4 separate regions of the Mus musculus genome follow, and all the other regions are linked to region 3. A link is a contact called in public promoter capture Hi-C data. All regions are on one chromosome and are shown on one strand. Each heading gives the region's core, a stretch centred on a gene start, on an enhancer-like site or on the middle of the called end of the contact. The rest is flanking DNA. Distances are from core to core; before and after follow the strand shown. Region 1 holds the start of Synrg (synergin, gamma). Region 2 holds the start of Hnf1b (HNF1 homeobox B). Region 3 holds the start of Ccl6 (chemokine (C-C motif) ligand 6). Region 4 holds the start of Ddx52 (DExD box helicase 52).

Region 1 (3,519 bases), core at 675-3,174, 370 kb after region 3:
ACCAAGATGACTGCCTGAAAGCAGATAGCACTCTATCCTATCCTGATGAGGAAGAACATTCCCGTTACACGATACACCTCGTTTCATTGTCTCAGATGCTTATCTTTGCTGAGACTTGATGGGCTTCAGCCACCCTCCACAGAGAACTGTGATCATTTGGACCAAGGCAGTGCACAGTATGCAGGTTTTCCTTAATTACCTGCTTTGTACAGTGGAATAAAAAAGGCTTGGTACAAGTTGAAGCACTTAAGACTGGAGCCTAGAATTTCTCAGGGCCTGTGCTGCCACAGGACTACAACATAAGTGACTGCCAGCAACTGAATTAAGCCTGTTTCCTTTACTCTAGGCAGTTGATACTTTAGTCTAAAATCAGCACAGTAGACCTCCTTTTAAATGTGTATTTGTTTTGAAAAGGGATCTCTGTATCCCAGACTGGCCTGGAACTCACAGCAATCCTCCTGTTTCAGCCCCTTTACTGCTGAGAATACAGACATGAGACTGATATTGAATAGATGGGATAAAGATTTAAAAAAAAAATCAGGCTTCATTTAAATAAACTGCTCTAGAGAATAAAAACTAAAAGTTTGTAATTGTTTTGTTCTTGCAGAGAGTTGAGTCAGTGTATATCCTGAAGTGGGTATACACTTGAAACCATTGCGGCTGCATTTTCATTTTAGACCTTCAGCTTTTCCTGTGTTTTAAGAGTAAAAGTGCCTATCTCTGTGTCTGAAGCTTTGTATGCTAACAGCACCACTCTTTAGCAACTAACGGCAGTGATGAAGTATAGAAACGATTATGTGGTATGGGGCTGTGATCTCAAAGCATCCTAACAAGACTCTTAACACAGGTGGGGAGTGTCCTTGGACGGATGCAGATAGAGATGGTAACAGATCGTGTTGATAATCCCCATTCAGTTATTTTCTCTTTATTTTTTCTGAGCAACCACCCAGTCCATGAAGTAGCTACAAAACTTGTATCAGCTTTTTTTTTAAAAAAAGGGTCAGGAATGGATTTAAACTCCTATACATATCAGTAAGGACTCTCCTATATAAATGCTAGCTTTGACCAGGGAAGAGGAAAAGTGAAATAGTAAACAAGACCAAACAAGGAAAACAGATCTCACAAATAGTGGGCGTGGTCCTAGTTAAAGGACCAAGGACTTTGAGGACATATTGGTGTGGACACACTGCAGCTCCAAGATCTGAGCATATTACAAGAACTTCTTTCAAGATTTTTTTTTCTCATTTCTAAAATAGCAGTAATAACTCAGGGACATCAGACTATTAAATGCACATAAAACTGGTCTAGTAAACTAATAACCTATTATAATTGTCTCAGCGAAAGCTGTAAGGCAAGAAGTGGCAGGGACTGGTTGTGATTGATCCATTATCTAAGAGCTTAACAAACTTACTTTCAACACATTTTACTTCCAGGTAGCTTGGTTAGGGTTGGAGGTGTCAAAGTAAAAATACCCTGTGTAGGTTCAGCATGTGCTCACGGTGCCTCACTATGGCAAAACCGACCACATGAGTAGGGCACCTTGGAGGATATCCTCTTCGTGTGTATTGGGTCCATGTATGCTCTAGATTGACTTAAGTAAAAGGTACTGTCAGTGTCTGTAATAGATGCTGAAGAGAGAGTGCCAAGGGAAACAGCTGTAAAGGCCCTCTAGGATCCGACTGCTGTGTAAAGGAACAGCAGAAAAGCACCTGTGTTCCATCATCTGGTTATATCAGGACCTACTGTGTGCATTAGTGCAGATCCGGGTTTGCAAACTAACTACACCAGCCGCAGTGCTGTGTCTCCTGCAGAATGCCACCGGGGCGCGCCGCTCGTGCCCGGGGGCCATGAAGTCACGTGGGCGCGCAGCCCCGCCCCGTCGTCGGCCCCGACTTGGTGGGGCGGTGTCTGCCCCGGAAGTGCCTGTCTTCGGCTGACAGCTGCTGGCGCGGCGGCGGCCCCGAGCAAGATGGCGCTGCGGCCGGGAGCCGGAGCCAGCGGCGCGGCGGGGGCGGGCGCGGGGCCCGGCGGGGCAGGCAGGTGGGTCGGCGGGGCGGGCGGAGTGGGCAGCCATGGTCGGCGGGGTGGGCAGGTGGGGCCGGGCGCAGGGGCGGCGGTTGCGGGGCGCGAGCGTCCTGGGGACCCGCGGGGAGCGCGCTCGGGTGCAGGCGCCACCGCACCTGCCGCGGGGCCTCGAGCGCCCGCGAGTCCCTGCTAGGCTTGCTGGGCTCGAGCTGCTGTCGGAGCGAAGGCTGTGACGGTCTAGTCGCAAAGCTGGAGGAACCGTTTTAAGACTGTACAGTACTGTCTTTCCTCTCATAGAGCGTCCTGTCCAGTCCTTTTTTCTTTTCTTCACATACAAATAGAAAAATCTGAAGACCTTTGAATTAGTAATTGTCTTGAGATAAAGCCCGTTTAGTAGAAAAAAACATTTGTCTGACTCCTTTTAAAATAGACATTTTGAAACAAAGAAAATTCACTGACCAAGAGCAGTATGCTCCTCTTAAAACAAAAGCTTCCAGACTTTATTGAGCTCCTTTTAAAAATAAAAATCTGCTCTTTGTTCTATTTCAGATAATTTTTAGGCTATGCTCCCTGTATCCAGAATGGTAAAGGGGTGTTTGTAACTCAAGTTCATTTTCATTTGACAAAATGTTTGATTCCAGAAAGTCTGCTCCCCTTTCTATCATGACTCAGTTTGTGTTTATTTAATTAGCTGACATATAGCACACACATTCCGAGATAAAATTAGCTTTTATTTTTAAATATCCTAAGTTATCTTTGGAAAGCGAAGTATTTGGGTTTTTTTTTTAATGTATAGTTTAATTTTGGAATCACCTACACTTCAAATGTGTAAAAGATTTTAAAGTAACCGTCTCCTTCAGGTGCATATTGTGAATACACACACACACACTCATTCACGGAAGGAAAAAAAGCAGTCACTTGAATAAAGCAACGGTGTGTGGCCAGGTTTTCTGCTTCCTCTACAGTCTTTGACTTTAAACTTAAAACATTTTCCTTCCTCCTCTGGTTTTGTCACTGTTTCGTTGGGGTCTTTCATTAGTGAGCATTAGAAATTGCTTTTGCCTGCAGAATATATACAGGATGACAATTTCTAAAGTGGCATTCTATTAATCTAATCAAATGTATGAGTAATAATGGGACCAGTCCTAGAAATTTTCAAAGAATTTCATGTTTTAGGCACAAATGTTTTCAAAAAAAAAAAAAAGGAAGACCCCCTGGGCACAGAAAAATTCAGTGTGTTGCTCAGTTTGGTTTGTAGTATTTTAATGCCACTGGTCCAAGGAGCTGCACTGGAGAATGCCTGTAATCCAGCTCTGAGGAGATGTAGGCAGGAAGATCAGGAGCTCAAAGACATGCTCAGCTATCGGGAGAGTTTGATGTTAGCTTGGGTACCCTGAGATCCTGTCTTAGGGGAAAGAGCATGGGCAATAAACTCATGTGCACTCCAACAGGTAGTAAATCCATAGGAGACACAAAGTGATTACAATGGTTGTT
Region 2 (3,677 bases), core at 378-2,877, 260 kb after region 3:
TGTCTTTCTTTGTCCAGTTCTTCCAACCCTAATGCCCGGATGCTGAGAACCTTAAGCTTCCAAACCACTGGGAACAGGCCTGCCATCTTCGCAGACAGGGGAAGTGTGTACACAGGTGTTAGCCAGCTTTGCACAGGTGGTCTTCTTCCGTGTCTACAGCTTTTCTGTATCCTGGATATTAGGAATATATTTCACAAATGAGAGAACCGAGGTTCAAAACCGCCTCTACCCTGGGGAAATGTGTGTGCCTGTGCGTGTGCGTGTGCGTGTGCGTGTGCGTGTGCGTGTGCGTGTGCGTGTGCGTGTGCGTGTGCGTGTGCGTGTGCGTGTGTGTGTGTGTGTGTGTGTGTGTGTGTGTGTATGTGTGTGTGTGTAAGCAGTTTCCTTCCCTGCAGCTCAGGTCCCTGCCTGGAGGTCTGGGTGCGGCTTGTGCCTCCTTGCTTCCTCTCCGGGTCCCAGGGGAGATGTGGCAGAAACTCCTGCCGTGCTGTGCCGAAAGGCTCAGAGCTTCCTTCCGGACCAGACCTGGGTGGGGGAAAAAACATTTTTTTTTCTTCAGTGGCTTTAGGGGTGCCTGCTCTAGGTGGCATACAAGACTCCTGCCACCACCACAGTGAACTTGTGTTTATAGAGCGCGATTCTTAACTCCCGGTACAACGGACTTCCTAGAATTAAGAACCAAAACAGTGGTCCTGGGTAATCCAGAGCTGCAACAGTCGGTCCAGCCACAGGTCAATCTACACATTCACTACTAGAAAGGAGACTCCGTAGCCCTAGTTTTGGGTGCAGAGCTCAGGCGCTGTTGGGTTCCGGGTTTAGGCAGAAGGCGAGCTCCAGGTGTCCTGCTCCCCCTTGGCTTGGCGGGGCAGGTAGCTGGTGAGCCCTGCAGCGGCAGAGCTCCACTTTCGCTACTCCCTCTGGCCATAAACGAATCGGCGTCTCCTTTCAAGGGTCCCGCAGGCCTCTAGCACGTTAACAACGCGCGGTCCTGGTCAGGAATCCGGCAAATCCAAACTACCAGGCGGAGCTGAGGAGGACCTGGAGAGCAGTAACCGAGGTAAAAAGAAATGGGGTCCCTCCAATTCGTTGTAACCGCGCCTAAAGCCACTCTTATTCCTGGCGCCCATTCCCAAAGAATCTGATTCGCCACCATCTGACTACATCTCCAGGCTTGCTACCTGCAGACAACCTGGAGGCTTTCTGCTCTCCTCACCCTCCCCCCCTCCCCCTTGCCAAGGCACCCCAACTTTGTCCAGCTCTCTCACCTGAACCCCCGAAGCGCAGTTTCTTCTTTCTGGACTAAAGCCGAACCTGTCGCTAGTGGAAAGGTCCCCCACCCCCACCCAGCCCAGGCTGCAAGCCGCTTGCTTTACCAGTCCAAAGGTCACCTAAAGTTTGGCTGATAAACAGAATCGGTAGAGAAGATTTGGAGCCCCCCAGCGTGAGTAGAATGGGCTCTGGCAAGTCCCAATCCCGGCCCAAGTCTCTCGCTCCGTTGGACTGTCCCTTAGGTTCTCCCACTTTCTCGGTTTTTCCCCCCTCCCCACCACCATTTGCATCTTGCCGAAAGCTGAGCCCTTCCCACTCATTTGCATATCTTATATGGCCTAATGGTGGAGATCATGGCAAGTTAGAAGTTTTCTGACTCCTCTCGGAGGAGTCTCCGGGACCCCAGAGAGTAACAGGTGTCTGAAAGCTAAAGGGTGGAGGGGTTCCAGGACTTGGAGTTCTCTTGTAAAACTCCCCTCCACCCTCCTCTCTCACACCCACCCATCCCCTCAACCCCTTCTTTTTCCGTCCTTGGAAAATGGTGTCCAAGCTCACGTCGCTCCAGCAAGAACTCCTGAGTGCCCTGCTGAGCTCCGGAGTCACCAAGGAAGTGCTGATCCAGGCCTTGGAGGAGTTACTGCCGTCCCCGAATTTCGGGGTGAAGCTGGAGACACTGCCCCTGTCCCCCGGGAGCGGGGCGGATCTCGACACCAAGCCGGTTTTCCATACTCTCACCAATGGCCACGCCAAGGGCCGCTTGTCTGGGGACGAGGGCTCAGAGGACGGCGACGACTATGACACTCCTCCCATCCTCAAAGAGCTCCAGGCGCTCAACACCGAGGAGGCCGCGGAGCAGCGGGCCGAGGTGGACCGGATGCTCAGGTAGGCAAGCGAGCGAGGTACGCCCTGGAGCCCGAGCAGTCTCTGGAGTCCCCGGCCCCTCACCGGAGGCATGAGGTGTACACTGCTCTCCCCAAGCCCCTTCCCCACGGGAAAAATAGCCCGGGGGCACTCCGCTTCTCTGCTAACTATTGAACCTGGCCCTCCACCGGGCGACCTGGAACCCCCAGGCTTCGTCTGCCTCCACCTATGCGGGCAGCCTGGACCCAGGCACTTTGTTGGTGGTACCCAGTCACGAGAACCGAAGGTGCGGAGCCTTAGGTCACATGACCAGAGGGGCTGGTGGGTGCAGCGAAAAGGCTGCAATTGCCCCCGGACCCACCAAACTTCCCAAACCCCAAGCCACGTATTAATCCCTGCGATCTGCAGTTCTCTGCAAAAGACCTGGCAGCATCAGTGGCCGAGGCCTGGGAAGCAAGTTCTCTGATTGTGTCCTTACAGAGCCAAGTTTAGAATTATAAAGTGGAAAGTTTGTTGTAGGGTCACCAGTGCCGGGCAAAAGAAACCATGAACAAAGGGAGAGAGAATAGGTGCTCCTAAGACCACCATGCCCTTTTGCAGAGGTGGGCGTGTACGCATCTCACTAACGACACCCCAGCAGGCTTAGGGGAGCCCAGGCTGGCTGGCGGTCCCTCCGGTGGCTGGGATCACTTGCCGGTCCTCTCGCCCGGGCCTACGCTTTGACAGCTAGTTACTAATTATCCAAGGAGCCAAGCGGCTCCCTTAGACTGCGCGTCGCTCCGGGGCCACTTGGCTTCAGAAAGGAGCCCCTCGCGTGGCCTCTGACTCTTAAGCCCTGCGGCTTCAAAGTTTCAGAGTTCCGGAGTGACTGTGGCGGCCTCCCTGGCTCGGCTTCCTCTCCTGCAGCGCGCGCTTGGGGTGGGATATGACCTTGCATTTGAATTTGCGCTTTGGGGACCCGGCCGCTCGCCCTCTAGCCAAGGCAATCTGGAGGACTTCTAAAAGTTTTTTGTTTTTTTTGTTTTTTTAACCCCTAAAATGATTTTGCTCTAATTTAAAAGCTTGGGTTTCTTTCGTTGCTGTTTCTCCACGTAGCAATGATTTTTTTTTTCCCCCTCTGGCTGAGTTTAGCGGCCTGGATGGTGTCAGGGGTAGAGGGTACAGACTGAGGTACCGAGCCCCTCGGAAGGTTTGGGACGGCAGGCTGGCAGAAAATTTATCCTGGGGCCTGGCTCAGGGACCCGGCATCCCGTCGCCAGCCCCCTGGGGCCTAGGTCCTTCCTCCTGAGAGCCACTGTCTAGTTCGCCTCGGAGCCGACTTAGGGAAGCCCGGGAGGCCGAGGGCGCCTCTCCACCGTGGTCCCCACCCCGGGCTGGACAGAGCGGAGATGTAACATAAACTGCAGCACGTGGAGTTGGGGTGTTATTAATTTATTCCTATAAATCATCAACAGAAAGTACACAAAACGTGATTAGGTTGAAAAGAGAGGCGGGTTATTCATTGGTGAAGTTGTAAACTCGGCTTAGAAAGGGAAGGAAATCAAAAC
Region 3 (3,556 bases), core at 976-3,475:
GTGTCTCTTTTGTCTTTACAAATTGACTCCTTTAAGAGGCACATGTGAATGGAGCCAGGCAGTACCTGCCCTTCCTGACTGGCATATTCCTCTGGTGATACCAGCTCCTCAGTGTTCTTGCTTTTGGTTGCACACACCAGAATGCCTTCCCTCTCAACGATGAGGACTATTCCACTGGAGATGTGTGCCTGTCACATTTTACTTACACACTCAACCTACTGATGAGTATGTAGTTTCTTCTTTTGTGTGGTGCGAATGAAAATAATTGCATGAAAATCTCTCTATGTATCTATTTTGAATTTTCAGGGCTACCACTCAATAATGATATTGCTGTGTGTCATGTTAACTTATCAAAACTCTACTTATGCATTGCAAAATTCACATAGCGCCAAAGATTCTGGATAAAGTATTGTAAACCTGCCTTGTGATAATTAGACAAATGCAACTCAAACAACCTTCCCTCCTTATTTCTCCCTCCCTCCCTTTTACTTTCCCCTCATCCCTCCTTTCTCCTTTCCTTTCTCCCTCCCAATTTCCCTTTTCTTCTAACTGATAGTTATGTTATCACAGATAAACAGATAGCTTTAAAAGTTGATCCTTAGTGGCTGGAGAGATGGTTCAATAATTAAAGCACTTTTGCTTTTACAGAGGAGCAGAGTTCATTTCTCAGCATCCATGTCAGGTGGTTTATACTGCCTGTAACTCCAGCTCCAGGGGGTCCACCACCTTCTTCTGTCCTCCAAAGGCATCTATTTGCACACAGGTGTGCATGCACATACTCAGACATGTGCATGCATAAAAACAGAATAAGTCTAACTAAAATAGTGGCATTCACTTCTTATACCAAAGCAAAAATGAATGATTTTGGCAGTAAGGATTAAGCTATCAACTTATCCAGCAATCATCTTCCATTGTTCTTAGCTGATTTCTTTTATAGAGTTGGTCTACGTCTTTGGAGCTTCCACATCCACAGAGTCAACCAAGAAAACATTTCCTGAAATATAACTGGAACACTAGAGACTTTTTGCCATGATTCCCTGGATAACAATATAGTGACTGTTTACTGACATTTAAGTGGTTTTAAGTCTTAAAAATATCTAGAGATTTTTTTTAAACACACAGATGAAGATGTGTGTGGGTTATAGATATGAAATCTGTGGATTTTGATATCCACATGGGTCTAGGGTCCCAGGACACCCAGAAATGGTGTAATTAGTATGGCGTACTCTAAGGAGGCATGTAGATACATTGTAGCATACTTCATGGGTCTAGGTAGACCTTGCAAAACCCAGAAAAGATCCCAAATGACTATATCTTTCTATACTCCATCCCAGGCTGGTCCCTACCCTAATCCCACCACTCACTAGCCTTAATCTTAAACTTCTGATATAGTTTTCTTATTTATAAAATGACAGCAACCATGATAGTGAGGGAAAATATACAAAATCATTGATGGCTTACTGTTTTCCAGTACAAAAAAAAATATGCAACTTCCCATTGTTTAGTATGACATCTACCCTACAGTAGCTGTCTGTCCAGCACATAAGAAGCACTAGCTAATGCACTTGTCAAATAAAAGAACAGCGTGGTTAAATGGTCTTGGGTTGAATTGATTACCTGCCTGTCCCACTTCTTCAAAATGATGGCTTTGTAGAGGTGGTGTCAGACACTTCAACCATCATGCCTCCTGCAAGACTGCTACCCTCCCACTTATAATTTTACTCCTATTCTTATGAGTTAATGCTTGGTCCTGTGTCAGCTAAATAAACTCGTCAAGCATAATTATTTCCCCAAGTGGGAGCCAGCCTCTGTGTTGCATTTCTTTCAGAGCCTAAAGGCTACAGAGGCAGATCTATAACTTGATGCTGCTTCTTAGGGAATTCCATCACCATGTCAAGGATGGAATATTTCCAGGAGGGCAGTGCTCTCCTTCTCTAGCTCCCCTCCAGTTCTGCAGGTCTCACAGACTTGCCCCCTGGGTTGAGAGGGCTCAAGTGAACTCACCTTGTATGAGGCCAGCCTGGGACCCAAGGACAGCCACAAGGATAAAGAATGAAATGGCAGTCTTGGAGTTTCTCATCCTCCTGGAGGACAGGCCCAGCTGGTCTGAGAATTTTTGCTCACTCCTCCCTGATTCTCTGGCCTGCCCTGGTATTTATAAGCTAGGAGGTTCAGGAAGTGCCAGGGTAGAGTTCAGAATGCTGTCCCTGGCTACATAATACACAACAGGCTAGTTCTAAAAGAGGGAACAAGATTGAAAATGCAACAGGAAGTGGAGGGCCAAGAATGCAACAGGAAGCGAGGGCAAAGGTCATGGTGGGCTAGAAAAACAGGGGCAACGAGGGGATGTTAGAGAGAAAGGAGCCTTAGAGGTCTTCTTGGTGTGTTGGACTACATAGCTAGTAAGTGGTGGAATTAGGATAGGAGCTATCCTGAAAGAGGGTATGAAAAGACATGGTCATTTGCAATATTTTCTGTTTTTGCAAACTCCATCCAGAACATGTTATAAGCTGAGAGTCAAGAATTTCAGCATAATTAACAAAGAAAAGTTGCCTATAGAGAAAACATTCCTTATGTACAGAGATATCTTAAAAAGAATATTAATATAACAATGGATTATGCCGCTTATATACTTATTAAAAAGCAATGGACTATGTTCAATAATATTTGATATTTAGGTATGGCGTAATTCCTTTCACAGATGTGAACATGCAATTTTCTGAGAATCTTACAAATAAGACTAAACATTTCGTTATAGTGAAAGCTACCTCAACTTCCTTGTGGGATCCTCATGACCAAGGGCGATAGCATATGAGCTGCAATCATCCTTAACGAACCTCAAGAACCACTCTCTGATCTCATCTACCAAAAAAAGAGAAAGTTCTTAGCAGCCCTTTGGGCTATAACTTCAGAGGCTACCAAAGTTATACCTGTTGGCTGTTGTACCTCAATTGTAACTTAGCTGTGACTCTCTTGGGAAGTCCATGCCCACACCTGAGTGTGTAATGTCCATTTCCCAAGTGTCTCTATTCACACTCATATATAAGTTTATGTTTTGTTTTGTTTTTTAAAATCTCTTTCTAGTAAACTCCATCACTAGGGTTGGAGAGGCAGCTTAATTGTTCAGAGCACAATCTGCTGCTACAGAGGACCCCAGTTTGATTTTCAGCAACCACAGTGGGCAGCTTGCAACTGCCAGGAACTCCAGCTGCAGAAGGATCTGACTGATGTTTCTGGCCCCTGTGGGCACTTGCACATGCACATGTGTGCTGGTGCACAACCACCACCACCACACACACACACACACACACCACACATGCACACCACACATGCACACACACACCACACACATGCACACACACATATACATAATTAATGATAGCAAATAAATATTTTTAAACCCTCCCATGCTGCTTCATATTGTCTGTCCTGAAATTTTTTTTATACAGTCAAGCACCCTGCTTCATCTGTACTTAGGGCTCTGGAAAGAACTTCCCAGACTGGCACATGTAGCAGCATGGAGCAGTGCCCAGTTCATGCCCAACTTACTACTGCT
Region 4 (3,176 bases), core at 305-2,804, 350 kb after region 3:
TGGGTTCTCAGGATCAAAGTCAGATCATCAAGTTTGCAGGGTTGGTGTCTACCTGTTGAGCCATCTTCCTGTCTCCTCAAAATACTATTTATAGAGAGGGAGTAAATATATTTAAAAGAGTAAGATGTCCCCACTGTTAGCTGTAAGGAGGAGTCAGGGAAGAGATTTTCATGACATCTTATGCTCACTCCACATCTGCTCTCCTCGAGAATGAAAGTCTCACTAGAACTGAACTTTCCCCCTCTCCTCTCTATATCATAGATCTATCCACAAATGATATGGACATATGATGTTTGAGTCTATGCATTGTATTATTTATATTTTGATGTCTCCCAGTTTTGTTTCTCCAGCCTTCAGTCCTGAGCTTCAGACTCTTGGGTCCAAGTACCTAATTGGATGTCTTCACTTAATCAAGTAGAGATCTACATGTCTACAAACGTAACAATTCCATGATTCTCATTCTCACCAAAAGGCTGCTCTTCCTTTCTTCTTAGTTCAGTAAATGGCATGCCATCATCCCAGCTCAAACCACAATATTTAGCTACCTCTGGATCCATTTCCTCACCCTACACAAACTCCATCAGGTACATTAAACTCTATATCCAAACTGTAGCCCAAATCCATCCACATTTGAATAGCTATCAACCCAGATAAAAGCAACAGCTACTTTAGTCTCCATTTCTACTCTTATCTGTTCCATGTCCCTTCTCCAAATAACTCCAAATAATCATGTATGGCCCTTTCACGAATTCATTCATCAAACATTTATGGAAAGCAAACAGAACCAGGGATACAATCATAAAGCAAAAATAGATCTTCATGTTTGTGGACTTACATTCCAGAAGACAGGTTATACAAAACTTAAAAAGTCGAGTAGTTCAAACACAATGAGAATGAATCTAAAAATCAAATGGGATAAACTAAGATAGTTGCTCCTTCCATGAATTTTGGTTTTGCAGCATGTTTAGATTAAAACCTAAATACTTCATCATGCCCTTGTTACAGCGTTGAGACCTGGTTTGTTTGCCCCTGTAAGCTTAGCTCCAGCTACTCCAATTTTCTTTCCTTTCTTCATTTCTTCCTTCATCCCTCCCCCCACCCACCCCCTTTTCCTTCTTTCTGTGGCACTGGAGAGCAACTCAGATCGGCTTCTGTTCTAACAAGGTTTCAGATCCGTTTCCTTCTTCAGATGGGTTTTCTCTTCCCTGGAATGCTGTTCCCATGTCTTGGGAAAGTGGCCCCTTCTCAGTTCAAATTTGATTGAATTTAACCAATCTAACTAAACTAGCTTCTACCCCTTCTCAACCCATCACAGCTTTTAATTTGCCTCACGATGCTTTCCATTTTCCTCAGTTACAGTAACTGGTTAATAGTATCTCTGTCCTTTCTAAACGGTAACCGAAAATGCAGAATATTGGCGTGTTGCTCATCAAACTATCACTAAACGTCTAGCACACTCCCACGCACAAGAAGCGTCGATTTTGGATTTTGTGAACGAATTCCCAGCTCACACGTTTTCCACGCCTATCACAGCCAGGCTCCGCCTCCTGGAGCGACTTCCGCTACGGCCTGTGCGGAAGCAGTCGCGGATAGAAAGTGGTAAACGCAGGCGCCGGGAGGCCGTGGGGCCTTCTGGGTAAAGATGGATTCCTACGACCTGTTTCGCCGGCTTGGAGCCGGCGCCAAGTTCGACGTGAAGCGCTTCTCAGCAGACGCTACTCGATTCCAGGTACTTTCTGTACGCGGGGAGCCGCGTGACCGAGAAGGGGCGGGATCCGGAGATTGAGACCGCCGCCAACCGGGCAGCCGGCGCGCTGGAGACCCCGAGGCCAGGCTCCGATCACCCCCAAGCATTTCCCTCCTGGGATTTAGCTTAACCTAAGATTTACCCCAGACTTCTGAAGGACTGTTTACTGAGCCCCGGTAGACTCAGTTGAGCCTGGCACAGACATTTTGATTCCCAGGTATCTTACTTTACTCACAAAGTTGGAATCCTTTCCGAGACCCCTCTTAGAAACTAAGAAAGCACGCTTTCACTGTAAGCTACCCAAGTTTGACTTAATGTACAGATAGCTGTACTGCAGTGGAGAGTTGGGGTGTTTTGTTTTGTTTTTTCATCACTCTAACCAACCACATTTTAAGTAGCCAACCAAAAGTGTGATCCTGATATGCGGGGGGTTTCTTAAAGAAGTAGTGAGCATGAAAGGAAGTCAGTTGGGACTCACTTGTGAAACATTTTAAACATAAGCCTTACTGTAAAATACAGCCTTTGTGGAGGGTGATGTCTGTGTTTCTTCGTCCTGACTGCAGTGTTGTGGTTACATTTGAACCCTGGAGCAGGGATTTCTGGGATCAAATGCAGGGCCTGCTAGTGAATACTTCTGAGATCTTCACTAAGTTACTTGCTGGTGCCTGGATTTTTTTTTCCCCTCTTCTGTCTCACTGCTATTTACCTTGTAGGGTTGGTGTGAGGATGAAGTAATTTAATATCTAATAAATATCCTTGACGTGTAGTAAATGTATATAAATATTCATTGTTGTTGTTGATAGGATTCTGTTTGCCTAAACACACTACTTAGCTCAACAGAATCTTGTTTGAAAAGGTTAAAAAGGCGAATTACTGAACCTGCGTCCTCCGTACAGCCAGTCACGGTTGGATGGAAACAGTTCTGGCAGTAAATTTCATTTAAAACTTTTGGGGTTTTAGGTAGGAAAAAGGAAATTCGATTCCGAGTCTTTGGAGGTCCTGAAGGGACTAGACTTCTTCGGAAACAAGAAGTCCGTCTCAGATGAATGTGGAGCATTGCAAATACACCAGGAGCCCCCAAATGAGGAGAAAACACAAGGGGTCCTGTTGGAAAGGAGTAAGGAGCCCAAGAAGAAAAAGAGAAAGAAGATGACTTCAGGTTAGTATTGGCTTAATGCTCATTTTTTTTCCAGTTCCAAAACGGTGCAAGCTGGTAAGTCAGACAACACATACCTAGCAACCTTTGTTGATGCCATCTGGATTATACCTAGGTACTGGCTGTTACTTGCTACTGCAATGATGGTCATGCATAGCCTTTTGGACAGGTGTTGCTATTTCTGGAGAATAATAATCCTAATGTGGAGGTACTCTGTGAAAAAATATGTATCACTTCCTTAGAAGTTATGTCTCAGTGAAATTAAAAATTATG

What was found. Promoter capture Hi-C pulls out the DNA fragments that hold promoters and counts their contacts.
Region 1: a contact with region 3 is called in a promoter capture Hi-C map of liver, with 2.2 times the contacts expected there. The contact joins the promoter of Synrg here to the promoter of Ccl6 in region 3. A contact is called at or near these places in 8 of 39 promoter capture datasets (the 3T3-L1 cell line, 3T3-L1-derived adipocytes, the C10 cell line and 5 more) and 1 of 9 other capture datasets (pancreatic islet).
Region 2: a promoter capture Hi-C map of hippocampal neurons shows a contact between it and region 3, with 1.9 times the contacts expected there. The contact joins the promoter of Hnf1b here to the promoter of Ccl6 in region 3. A contact is called at or near these places in 2 of 39 promoter capture datasets (hematopoietic stem and progenitor cells and hippocampal neurons).
Region 4: a promoter capture Hi-C map of liver shows a contact between it and region 3, with 3 times the contacts expected there. The contact joins the promoter of Ddx52 here to the promoter of Ccl6 in region 3. A contact is called at or near these places in 13 of 39 promoter capture datasets (the 3T3-L1 cell line, the C10 cell line, cranial neural crest and 8 more), 1 of 15 datasets of contacts at CTCF or cohesin (large pre-B cells) and 1 of 115 datasets of contacts at active chromatin or transcription factors (large pre-B cells).

What each region holds. Positions count from the first base shown.
Region 1 is chr11:83,962,507-83,966,025 of GRCm38.p6, forward strand. Synrg (synergin, gamma) reads left to right here and starts at 1,925. Exons shown (of 20, transcript NM_194341.2): 1 at 1,925-2,040. The coding sequence starts at 1,970. Ddx52 (DExD box helicase 52) reads left to right here. Exons shown (of 15, transcript NM_030096.2): 15 at 1-582.
Region 2 is chr11:83,849,242-83,852,918 of GRCm38.p6, forward strand. It overlaps Hnf1b (HNF1 homeobox B), which reads left to right and starts at 1,628. Exons shown (of 9, transcript NM_009330.3): 1 at 1,628-2,151. The coding sequence starts at 1,808. It overlaps Gm12576 (a long non-coding RNA gene), which reads right to left and starts at 1,390. Exons shown (of 4, transcript XR_388929.3): 1 at 1,266-1,390; 2 at 1-1,038.
Region 3 is chr11:83,590,862-83,594,417 of GRCm38.p6, forward strand. It overlaps Ccl6 (chemokine (C-C motif) ligand 6), which reads right to left and starts at 2,226. Exons shown (of 4, transcript NM_009139.3): 1 at 2,005-2,226. The coding sequence starts at 2,080. The region is part of intron 1 of E230016K23Rik (RIKEN cDNA E230016K23 gene); the gene reads left to right.
Region 4 is chr11:83,940,536-83,943,711 of GRCm38.p6, forward strand. It overlaps Ddx52 (DExD box helicase 52), which reads left to right and starts at 1,555. Exons shown (of 15, transcript NM_030096.2): 1 at 1,555-1,729; 2 at 2,708-2,906. The coding sequence starts at 1,643.